Linked DNA regions of Rattus norvegicus: region 2 is linked to region 1. A link is a contact called in public Hi-C data. All regions are on one chromosome and are shown on one strand. The core of a region is the stretch at or near the end of the contact, and the rest is flanking DNA. Distances in the headings are between cores, read along the strand shown. Region 1 has its middle 30 kb from the start of Commd7. Region 2 holds the start of Dnmt3b (DNA methyltransferase 3 beta).

Region 1 (5,028 bases), core at 1,025-3,524:
TAGGCAAGGGTAGATTTCACTTCCTGAATGCTCGCTTGTATTAAAGGCAAGTATCGCTGTGCCTAGCCCCTTTTGCTTTTGAGATGGGTTCTTATTGTGCATCTCAGAATGGCCTCAGAGTTATGACAACCCTCTTGCCTTAGCCTCCTGGGTGCTGGGACTATAATCATGTATTACCATGCCCAGCTTAAAGCCTCAAACTTTGTGGCTACATGGGTAGGTACACATGTATACAAATGTGTGCTGAAGCCATAGGTTCACATGGGCTGCCACCTTCTTGTTTGAGATAGGGTCTGTCATTGAGCCCGGAGCTGACTGATTCAGCAAGACAAGCTGCCTGTGGAGCTCCGGGTACTCCCTTGGGGTTGCGTTCCCAGCAGGACGTGGGTGCTGGGGATGCAGCCTTGGGCCTTTGTTCTTGTGTGGCAAGCACTTTGCAGGTTCGTCTTCTCAGGCCAAACTAGGTATTTTTCTAGGGGCGTCTCTGTGTCGTCTGCCTACCTCAGGTCCAGGGCTCTCCTCGAAGGCCTTACTTCTTTCTACATACGTGCCAGAGTTCACTCACGGTTAATCCTTACATATGCAGCCATCGGGGGGCAGCAGTGAGCTAGGGCAGCAAGGACACCGTGATAAGGCTTCAGAAAGCCATCCTTGTTATAAACTAGATGCAGTATGTTCCCTACTGTCTGCTACCCTTCCAAAGTCCAGGGGAAAGCAGGGCATGGTGGTGCACACTTTAACCCCAGCACTCAGAAACTCAGAAGGCAGAGGCAGACAGAGCTCTATAAGCTTGAGGCTCTAGCAGGTAACAAGTTCCGGACTGACCAAAGTTACATAGCAAGACCCTGTCTTACTGATGTAGGAATGAGTTATGCCCACAGTGGGTGGGGCACTGAGTCGAAGCTAAGGGACAGAAGAGACCCTCAGGATGTCTACTCAGCCACTCATTCAACAAATATTATTCAAGTCAGGCATGGGGACTCATCTCGGTACTAGAGAAGCTGAAGCAAGAGGATTGCTGCGACTTTGGGGTCAGCCTGGGCTACGGAATGAATTTCAGAGTACGCTGAGCTGTGGAATGAGACACTGACTCATAAAGCAAATTTAAGCAGGCGATGGTGGCGCACGCCTTTACTCCCAGCACTTGCAAGACGCAGGCAGGTGGATCTCTGAGTTCAAGGCCAGCCTGGTCTACTGAGTTCCTGGACAGCCAGGGCTACACAGAGAAACCCTGTCTCAAAAGACAACAAGCAAGCAAACAGAAGCAAAAACAATGACCAAAAAAGCAAAGCTAGAATGACACATGCCTATAATCTCAGTGTTGGAGGATCCTAGCTGTTCAAGGTCATATGTGGCTATTGTTCCAAAGCCAGCCTGGGTTACCTGAGGGCCTGGCTCTAAACCAAGACACCGAGCTCTGTGCTGGGGGAAGCTGATAAAAGGGGCAATACCCTAGGTCAGAGTGGGGCCTGAGGTGAGACAGACGAGCGGCCAGGGAAGGCCTCTTAGAGAAAGGGACATGGAGCTGAGCCATGACAGTGAGGAGGAGTTTGCCCGGAGACCGGAGGCGCTCAGAAGGTCAGAGCAGAGCTGAAGTACTGAAGCCACAGAGAGGAGGACCAGACACCAGACAACGGCCACAGCAGGGCTGGACATCAATACTTTCTAACAGAGAAACCGAGGCACAGAACCAGGCTAGGAGATGACCCTGCAGTAGGCAGAGCCTGCTTTCTTGTCACTCAGGCCAGGCATCTGGCCCTTTGTCTCTGTGATCTTTATTCCTGGGGTCTGTAAGTCTGGTGCACACCCTGGGCCGGGGCTGACACCTGGGAGGCCCTGTGAGCACCAGGTGTCACTAATAAGTCAGTCGTCTAACAGGCGTCCGATAAATTGGCTCCGAGTGTCTCTCAAGCAGGGCACAGTGCTCCAAAGCTCCAAATACTGATGAAGCCAGCAGCACCTGTGTCTCCTACAAACATGCTACTTCTGGTCCTCACTGCTCCATGCTGAAAGCCACCTTCTGTAAACACAGGCCTAGGCAGTACTGAGAGCACTGCAGGCTTCCAAAGAGCCTTGAGCCCAGGCCCTCAGGACCTCCCCACAGTAGCATTTTGTATCAGTCTAGCTATAGAGCCAGCTCAGCTCAGCCTTCCAAGATGCAAGCTTGTAGGGCAGTGTGTCAAATGTCGTTGGCAACCCAGAGGCTGTTACTTGCCAGCTTACCAGTCTACCTGACAGTGCCATACGCCTGTATCCAGCAACATGCCAAGCACCGCCCAGGGGTAGGGACCGGGCCCAGCCAGGGGAGGCGTGGGGGAATGGTGCTGGGCCTGCAGGCTTGGTTTATCAGCTTGCACAGAAGGCAGAAACCACATGGCCAGGAAGTGGCAGGTGTGAGCAGAAGAGGAAGTGTACAGGCTGGAGCTGCCACTCGTCCCCATGTGCTGGTGATATCCCTGCCTCCTCTGATGTCCAGGGCTTCTGAAGTGACCACAGCACCAGACTCTGCCCAGGATGAACCTGAGGCAAAAGGGAACAGAGAGCAACCTTGGGTTCAGTCACTAATGCCATGAAAATAGGGGCACAGAGGAGGGTAGGGAGAGGGACCTCACTTCCTCCTCTCCCTCCCCGGGGAAGATCAGTTCTTTTCACAAGAAATGGTTGTAATTGTGGGTTTCGATCAGCCAGAACTCCAGGAAATGGAATGTCTAGTGAGGGAGACAGGTATGTTGAAGAATTAAGTACAGGGACAGAAGTCTCCACCAGAGCGCTATGGGCGAAACGACGAGATGGTTTCCCTCCATGGGGGTGGGGGGAGCTCCACATCCATCATGATGCAAAGGAAGCTGAACAGGGTAAAATGCAGTGACATCAGCTGCCACCCCCAACCATGCTGGCTGCCCAGAAGGGCAGCTGACTGTGAGCCCCAACAGAAATATGTGCTGCCCCAGATTCCCTCCTCCAGAGTAGGTTTATCCTCACCTGCCTGGCTCCTGGACAGTATAAGTAGGGCTGGAGGGAGGAGGAACCAGCACAGTGATTCAGAGGCAGTCCCCTAGGGAAGGCCGGGGCCAGCTTCCAGGCCTGTGTATTTTTTTTAGGTCTAGCTATATCTATCTGTCTGTCTGTCTGTCTGTCTGTCTGTCTATCTATCTATCTATCTATCTATCTATCTATCTATCTATCTACCATCTATTTATTGCCTGTTGCCCAAATTGGCCTCAGGTTTGCGAAGCTGGCCTTGAATTCCCACTCCTCTTCTCTACACCTCCCAAGGGCCAGGATTACAGGCACGTGTCACCGCTGCCGCTCCTGGAACCTTTAATCTTGTTTTCCTGTCCCTTGGCTGGCAGGACAGGGCTCTTTCCAGAGACTTGGCACAGAATTCCAGAGCTTGGCCTACTGACAAGGCGGTGGCAGGAGGCCTGTGCCAGAGGCTCCTCAGAACTCCAGGTCTTGCAGTCACACCCCCCCCCCCCCACTGTACTCTGCACAGAGCATGCAAGTAACTTCCCAGAATCCATCATCACAGTTGACCTCTAGAGGGGCCTGGAGCCTCTTGATCCCTGTCATAATGAGTCTCGGAGCTCATGGGCATCACTGCCTCAGGAGCCCCCAAGGCCTCTGTCTCTGTTCTCTGAGGCCTGTGCAGGGGGTAGTGGCAAAGCTAAGCAGGGGCTGGGCCTCCTGGGCTCATCTCAGTACCCTTTACTGAGCCCAGTGAGGCCCGCAGTGAATAAAGGGCACCGAGGAAGGTGCCCTGCAGGCCAGACTCTTCTGAGTGACATAGGTGGCCAATTTTCTCAAAGCTTCGTGAACTCGTGCGGAAGGAATGGCCCCTTACACTAGTAGGGACCTCTGGAGCCCTGACTCTCCTTAGCTGCCTCTCTCTCTGTCTCTGTTTCTCTTTACTTGAGACAGGGCCTTATGGAACCCAGGCTGGCCTCAAATTCATTGTAGCTGAGGCTAGTCTTGCTTGAGTCCCTCATTTCCCTGCACCCTGCCTTCTCTCCTTCCAAGTGGTGGGATGATGGACTCATGAACCATGGCTAGCTTCTTTTTATTTTAGTTTTTGGTTGGTTGGTTGGTTGGTTTTTGTTTGGTTTTGTTTTTGTTGTTGTTGTTTTTGAGACAGGTTCACTTTGTTACTTTGACTAGTTCGGAGCTCTCTGGGTAGACCAGGCTAACCCCAAGCTCAGAGATCCACCTCCCTCTGTCTCCCAGGTGCTCAGATTGAGGCACAGTACTATACCAGCTTGCTTTTTGTTTTTTGTTTGTTTGTTTGTTTGTTTGTTTGTTTTTTTGTTTTTTGAGCTAGGCTCTCACACTATAGCTTCTATAACTCTGGATAGCCTGGAACTCACTAAGTGCCCCTCCTGCCTCTATTTCTTGCATGCTGAGATGACAGGTGTGAGCCACCATGATCCGCTCCGTCCAGACTTTGAGATGGGCCTGAAAACCTTCCCACTGCAGCCAAAAGCACAGGGCTTCTCCCAGGAATGATTTCCCTGAACCTAAGGACTATTACTAGATTCAGTGACAGAATAATCTGGGGAGGGAGCTGGGGGCTGGCATGTAGGTAGAGAAGGCAGAATCCTTCCCTGTCTCTCCTTCCTGCTTTCCCAGGAGCTCTACCCCCACCCTAATCCCACCCTGCGTTCTGCTTCTAGGCCTGGCTGCAGAGGTCAATGTGAAGCAAGAGTGTGTCCCGGGACACCTCTGCTGGAGGCACAAAAGACTCCAGGCAGGCAGTGGTGCTGAAAGCTGCTGACAGCAGGCCTCCTAAGGAGGGAGCCTGGAGACAGGGGAGGAGGAGAAGCCCAGTGGGTCTGCTCCTCCCCCACTGTCACCATAAGCTAAGAAAAGCTGGGAGTAGAAAAACCGCCAAAGACCACCAGTGTCCCCGACCGACCGCACAGCTCTGTGCTGCACAGGCCTTTTGGTCTCTGGAGCCAGCTGCCCGGGGCTGATTAGGCTCCGGAAAAGAGGCCTGTTCCCCAGCCCTTGCAGCTCTGGCTGAGTCTGAGT
Region 2 (5,170 bases), core at 1,160-3,659, 47 kb after region 1:
CAGATGTGTGTGGTGTGGCACTAGCGATGGAGCCCCTGGGCCTTGCCCAAGGTGGGCAAGCCTTCATCCACAGAGCTACAAATCCAACCCTGATTCCCATCATGGCTGAAGTGACTATGATCGGTCATTACAGTAAACACTGCTGGCAAACCTCTACGTACAGGTGGTTCAGCCAACATCACGTTATATAAATGCCTCCCTCTTCCACTGGACTTTTGCTTTACTCGCCCAAAATTCAGGCTTGTGCTCTTTGCTCTGCCTTTTACAGGGCAGTCTTGTGGCTCAAGTGAGTCAAACTGGAGATTATTTTCCTTCTTTTAACAAGGTCTCATTGCACAACCCTGGCTGAGCTGACTTGCAATAGAGACCAGGCTGACCAGTGATCCATCCTGTGTCTGCCTCTGAAGTGCTGGGATTAAAGGTATTCACCACCACACCTCCCTAGCGGTAGTTTTCTTTCTTTCTTTTTTAAAATAAGCTCATTCTTTTGTATGTGTGGGTGTTTTGCTTCTTATGGAAGCCAGAAGAGGATATCTGGTCTCTTGGCTACAGACAGTTGTGAGCTGCCAAGGGGGTGCTGGAAATTGACCCCTGTTCCTCTGGAAGACCAGCCAGTGCTCTTAACCACTGAGTCATCTGTCCAGTTCTGTCTATAGTTTTCTTACTCCCATTTTCCTGAACTTTTTTTTTTCTGGGTGCGGGAAACGGGGATTTAGACAGGGTCTCACATAGCCACAGCCCAGTCTGGTCTGGAGCTTGCTGTGTAGCTGAGATTGAACTTAAATTCCTTCACCTCCAAGTGCTGGGATTCCAGGTAGGACCCACCCTGCCTTGATTCTCTTGATAGTTATTGTCCTTCTCAAGTGATAGACCAAGACCACCTGCTCATCCAGACTCTTTTAAGGCATCCTCTTTCTGTGTCAACTTCCGGACACCTTTTAGAGCCCTGAAAGTCAAGATGTCCCTGCTGTCCCTCCTCTCCAGGGGGCCATGTACAGGCTGGGCTGGGCTTTCTTTCCTTTTGTCTTTTGGAAAGTCTACTCTTTTTTAAGTGGAAAAGGGCCCAGAAAGTGTTGAAGCTTTTAGTTCCCAAAGCAAAACAGTCACCATTTGCTCATTTATTCACTAACCAGGAAGAGGTGCAGGAGGAAAGCCGTGTTTAACACTCGTTAGAGCCCCAGAGACAGGGAACCTGAGGGGATTCATTCGACTAACTTGAGTTAGTTCCTTTCGGCTGCTAGCCCCCTAGAGAGAGAGAGAGAAAGAGAGAGAGAGAGAGAGAGAGAGAGAGAGAGAGAGCTAGACTGAAGCTGGAAGCCACCTCTGCCCACAAGGGGATGCAGACAAGACTTCAACACAATCTCAGAAGGGTTTCAGTGTTATAGGAACACGACGAGCTAGAAGGATTCGAAGACTATTCTGTGTAGTAACAAGAAAGCTTCTTCCTGTGACAGATCTGGGGAAACAAAGTCTGAGAGGAGAAACGAGTCCGAAGCTTTTCTCAGAAGGACAATGAATGCCTGGTGTGTAGGAGGAACAGCAAAGCGGGGAAAAGAGGTTGGAGTGAAGTCAGGGAGACAACAAAATAAACCATTTGTGAAAGCTGAGCCTGCATGTGGTTGGCCTGGTGGTTAGCAATCATTCCATTTGTTTATTCTTTTAACATATATTTATTTAGTATCTACTTTGGTGTTCGCCATCTAATGTATGGAGACAGACAAGCAAGCAAGCAAGAAACAAACATAAACGCCAGGTGCCTATCATAAATATTTGTGTTTCGCCAGTGGTTCAGCGTGGGCCTTATGGCGGAGGCAGCCCTAAGCTGCAGAGTAGGGCTCCTCCTCAGCTGGGACCGGGAACCCAGGTAGTTGGGGGAACATGTATGCTTTTTCTTCCTCCAAGGCCTTCTTTCCCCTCAAGATGGCTGACAAAGGCCAAGCTGGGTGAAAGCAGGAAGCAGTACGGGGTTCCAAGCGGGTGACCTGCAGGGCCATCACAGCGCCCTGGCCAGCCTTGCAGCAGAGGGGTGGTCGAAAAGCTGATGCGGTGTGACTCCAGCAGGAGCTCTTCCCTCTCTGGGCCGCTCATCCAGACCTGCGAGTGTGTGCTTGCATGTGCGTGTGTGCATCTGATCTAGGTTGGGGGACAAGGGAGGGTGTCTCAGGTGGAGAAGTCTGGGCACTATCTTTGGGCTCCGGTCATCCGGGAGGGTGACCCGCCAGGCATAGGGGGCCCAGGGGCGGCTCCCGAGGAGGCGGGGCGAGGAAGCTCGGGAGGGATTTCAAATCTCCCTCGCCCGTCCCCTTTGCTCCGCTGGCCGGTGAGTGGCTGCGGCGGGGGCGCCCCCCGGGCGGGGGCGGGGCGAGGGCCGGGCCGGGGCTACAAGGGCAGCGGCGCCGCCCCCTCCCCACCCACTCCCGTGCGCGCCCGGCCCAAGGCGTCTTCGTCGCCGCCCCTCGCCTCGCAGCCGAAGCCCGCGTGGACGCTCTCGCCTGAGCGCCCCGGACTAAGCCGGGTGGCCCACTGGCGCGCGGGCGAGCGCACGGGCGCTCCCGGCCGGCAGCGCGGGGGTTAAGCGGCCCAAGTAAACGTAGCGCGGCGATCGGCGCCGGAGATTCGCGAGCCCGGCACCCCGCGCCGCCCGCCGGCCACGACCCGCGGCGCGACCGCAGCGCCGCGCCACAGCCAGCCTCGCGACAGGTGAGGGCCACGCGCCCCTCGGGGACTGGGACCTGATGGCTGGGGCTGTGTGCGTGCTGGGGCGACAGGTTCCCTGGAGGCTCCTGGATCTTTGCGGGGGTCAGGGAGAACGGGGCGCGTGGCGCTTAGCGGGACGGGGACAGAGGAAGCGAAGTCCCCGCTGTACTCCGCCACTCTGAAGAGTTGAAGGCAGGAGAAGCAGCTTTTCTGGAGTGTAGAGTTGAGAGTACTTCGGAGCGGAGTGGGGCCCGAGCAGAGGCTGTCCCCAGGACCCAGTGTCCTTACCTAGCCCGGTTCGTACCCAGAGCCTCCTCGGGGAGGAATGGCTGGGATGTAGAGGGAGAAGTTGTCTCGTCCCTGTGGCAGTGGATCCGTTCTGACATGGAACCTCGGACTTCCAGGTTAGGATGGTGCTCTGGGTACCGGCATGTGGGGATGCGAGATGGGCGTTGTCCCCGGGGTCCTCCGGAGCCCAGCCACTTGGAGCTCTGGCGCAGCCGGCTGCTGGGAGGGGCTGGCCGAGCACACCTGGCCGGGGAGGAGCCAGTTGGGGGCGGTTCCTCACCGTGCCTGTTGCCCTAGGGGCTCACTTTCCATTCTTAACCTTCTTCCGGGGTGTGGTGGCCCCACTACCCAGTCCCTACAGTGAGTCCTTAATTACCAGATAACCTTCTGCCTCCACTTCCTAGCGGTCTATCGTCTGTACTTCAGGGATTGCTTAGGGATACCTGTGGAGTCCGTCCAGGCTAGAGGGTACAACCAAAGCGGAGACATGCTACGTTCCCAAGGTTGGACTGCGGCGCAGAGGGGAAGCATTTCTTGCACCAGTCCTGTACTCTCCATGCCTCTGCCTCCAGCCTGCCACCCCCTGCATCCCGGAGGCTTGGAATCCCTGTTTTCCTGCTTTGCACTCTGAGGCATATGAATTAAAATGAATTAAGGGCTCAGTAGAGTGCTTCCGGACTTGTGGATTTTGTGGATTGGTGGCACTCATCCACCTTCCTCTGTCCACCAGGCCTGCTGAGGCTTGTGAACCAGGCCTTGAAAACCTCAGGTATACACCTTTCCAGATTCGGGAGTCTCCCCTCCCCCACCCATAGTGCCCTGGGACCAAATCCAGGGACTTGCTTATTTCGGGTAAGCCACCTATCACTGGGTTACACCTCCCAGCTTCAAGGTAAACGTAGTAGGGTTGGTAGTCCAGCAAGCACGGTCTTTACTGTGTGGTTGGCCTCATTACCTATCAGCACATGGTTAGAAGCAGGCTGCCCTTCTCAGGCGAGCGCTATCTTGGATTTGTGCTCAAATCCTCTCATTGCAAAAGCCATTACAGGTCTATCCCTGTGCCTCAGTTGCTACCTGTTGCAATAGAAACAGTTCACAAAGGCTAGGGATGAAGGCAGCTTGTGGGCTCTTCAACCCTACGTCTTCAAGGTGGTGGCCTTCAAGTGGTACAGCACCTGGAGTAGGCCTCAGTTCACGAATGCTGAGGTATGTTGTGTCGAGTGGAATGGAAAGTCACCTCTGCCAGCCCCTCCTTTTCCTGCCTTCCTGAGGTAGTGTTTCATTCTCAGCTATGGAAGCCTTTCTAAACCATCATTGTCTGTGACTGGGGAGTTGGCAGGAAGGGCCTGTCTTTGTTTCCTTTTAAAAAAATGATATTTTATTCCGTATGTGTACACGCACGGGGCACCATTGTGAAGGTCAGGAAAACATGTGGCAGGCAGTACACTCTACCATGCGGGTCTGGAGATCAAACTAAGGACATCAGCCTGGGCTGCAAGTGTCTTTACCTGCAGGGCTTTCTCCATCACCAGCCCCTTTGTTTCCTGTTGGAAAAGGGCTGTGTTGTTTATGGTTTGGGGCCACTTCTTTTTTTTCTCCTTCCCGTTCCAAGTTTAAGGATTGCTAAAGGTGTAATTGACAAGCTAAGCCGAGTCCTTTACCTTTCCTGTTGGGGTGGCAAGAGCTGAGACAAAGGGGCTGGGGCCAGCCACATCCTTCTTAAAGCCATAGGCCAAACCCTTACCCCTACAAAGGCTGGGGGAGGGGAGAAGAGGATCTGGGAGCTGCAGGGGGCTGAGGGAGGAGGAAGGGAGGTGGGGCTGAGGAGGCTGCTTCCCTGCCTGCCCTTCCTCCAGCCATGTGGTGCCTCTGACCCAGAGACGCCTGTCACCCTTCATTGTTGCAGCCAAAGCACCCGATTGCAGTGGACATATTTGGACAAGTACTCCAACCAGGGGGATGTCCCTTGGCATTCTTTTGTCCCAGACCATGTTCCATGCCAACGACACCTAGTTCTGGAGATAACTTAGCTTGCTAAATCTGAAGTTTCCTGGGTCCTATACTGGTACAGGGTGCTCTCAGACCTGGTGGGTTTTTTCCCCCCTCTAGAAATAGGGCCTTCTATGTCGCATACGGTGTTTCAAACACAACATAATTCCTTTGCCCCCAAGTAGTGGCATGCATC

Evidence for each region. Hi-C and Micro-C count contacts between places; a contact is called where the count stands out from the background.
Region 2: a Hi-C map of liver shows a contact between it and region 1, with 2.3 times the contacts expected there. The contact joins the promoter of Dnmt3b here to the enhancer-like site in region 1. A contact is called at or near these places in 2 of 12 Hi-C or Micro-C datasets (kidney and liver).

What each region holds. Positions count from the first base shown.
Region 1 is chr3:162,541,762-162,546,789 of GRCr8, forward strand. No RefSeq gene overlaps it. Among named protein-coding and RNA genes, the nearest start is that of Commd7, 30 kb to the right of the region's middle. Within about 2 kb of position 2,275, at least 16 of the 93 cell types and tissues checked have an H3K27ac peak or open chromatin away from gene starts, as enhancers often do. A contact at or near this core is called in liver, where this site is marked.
Region 2 is chr3:162,588,368-162,593,537 of GRCr8, forward strand. Dnmt3b (DNA methyltransferase 3 beta) reads left to right here and starts at 2,410. Exons shown (of 22, transcript NM_001396349.1): 1 at 2,410-2,700.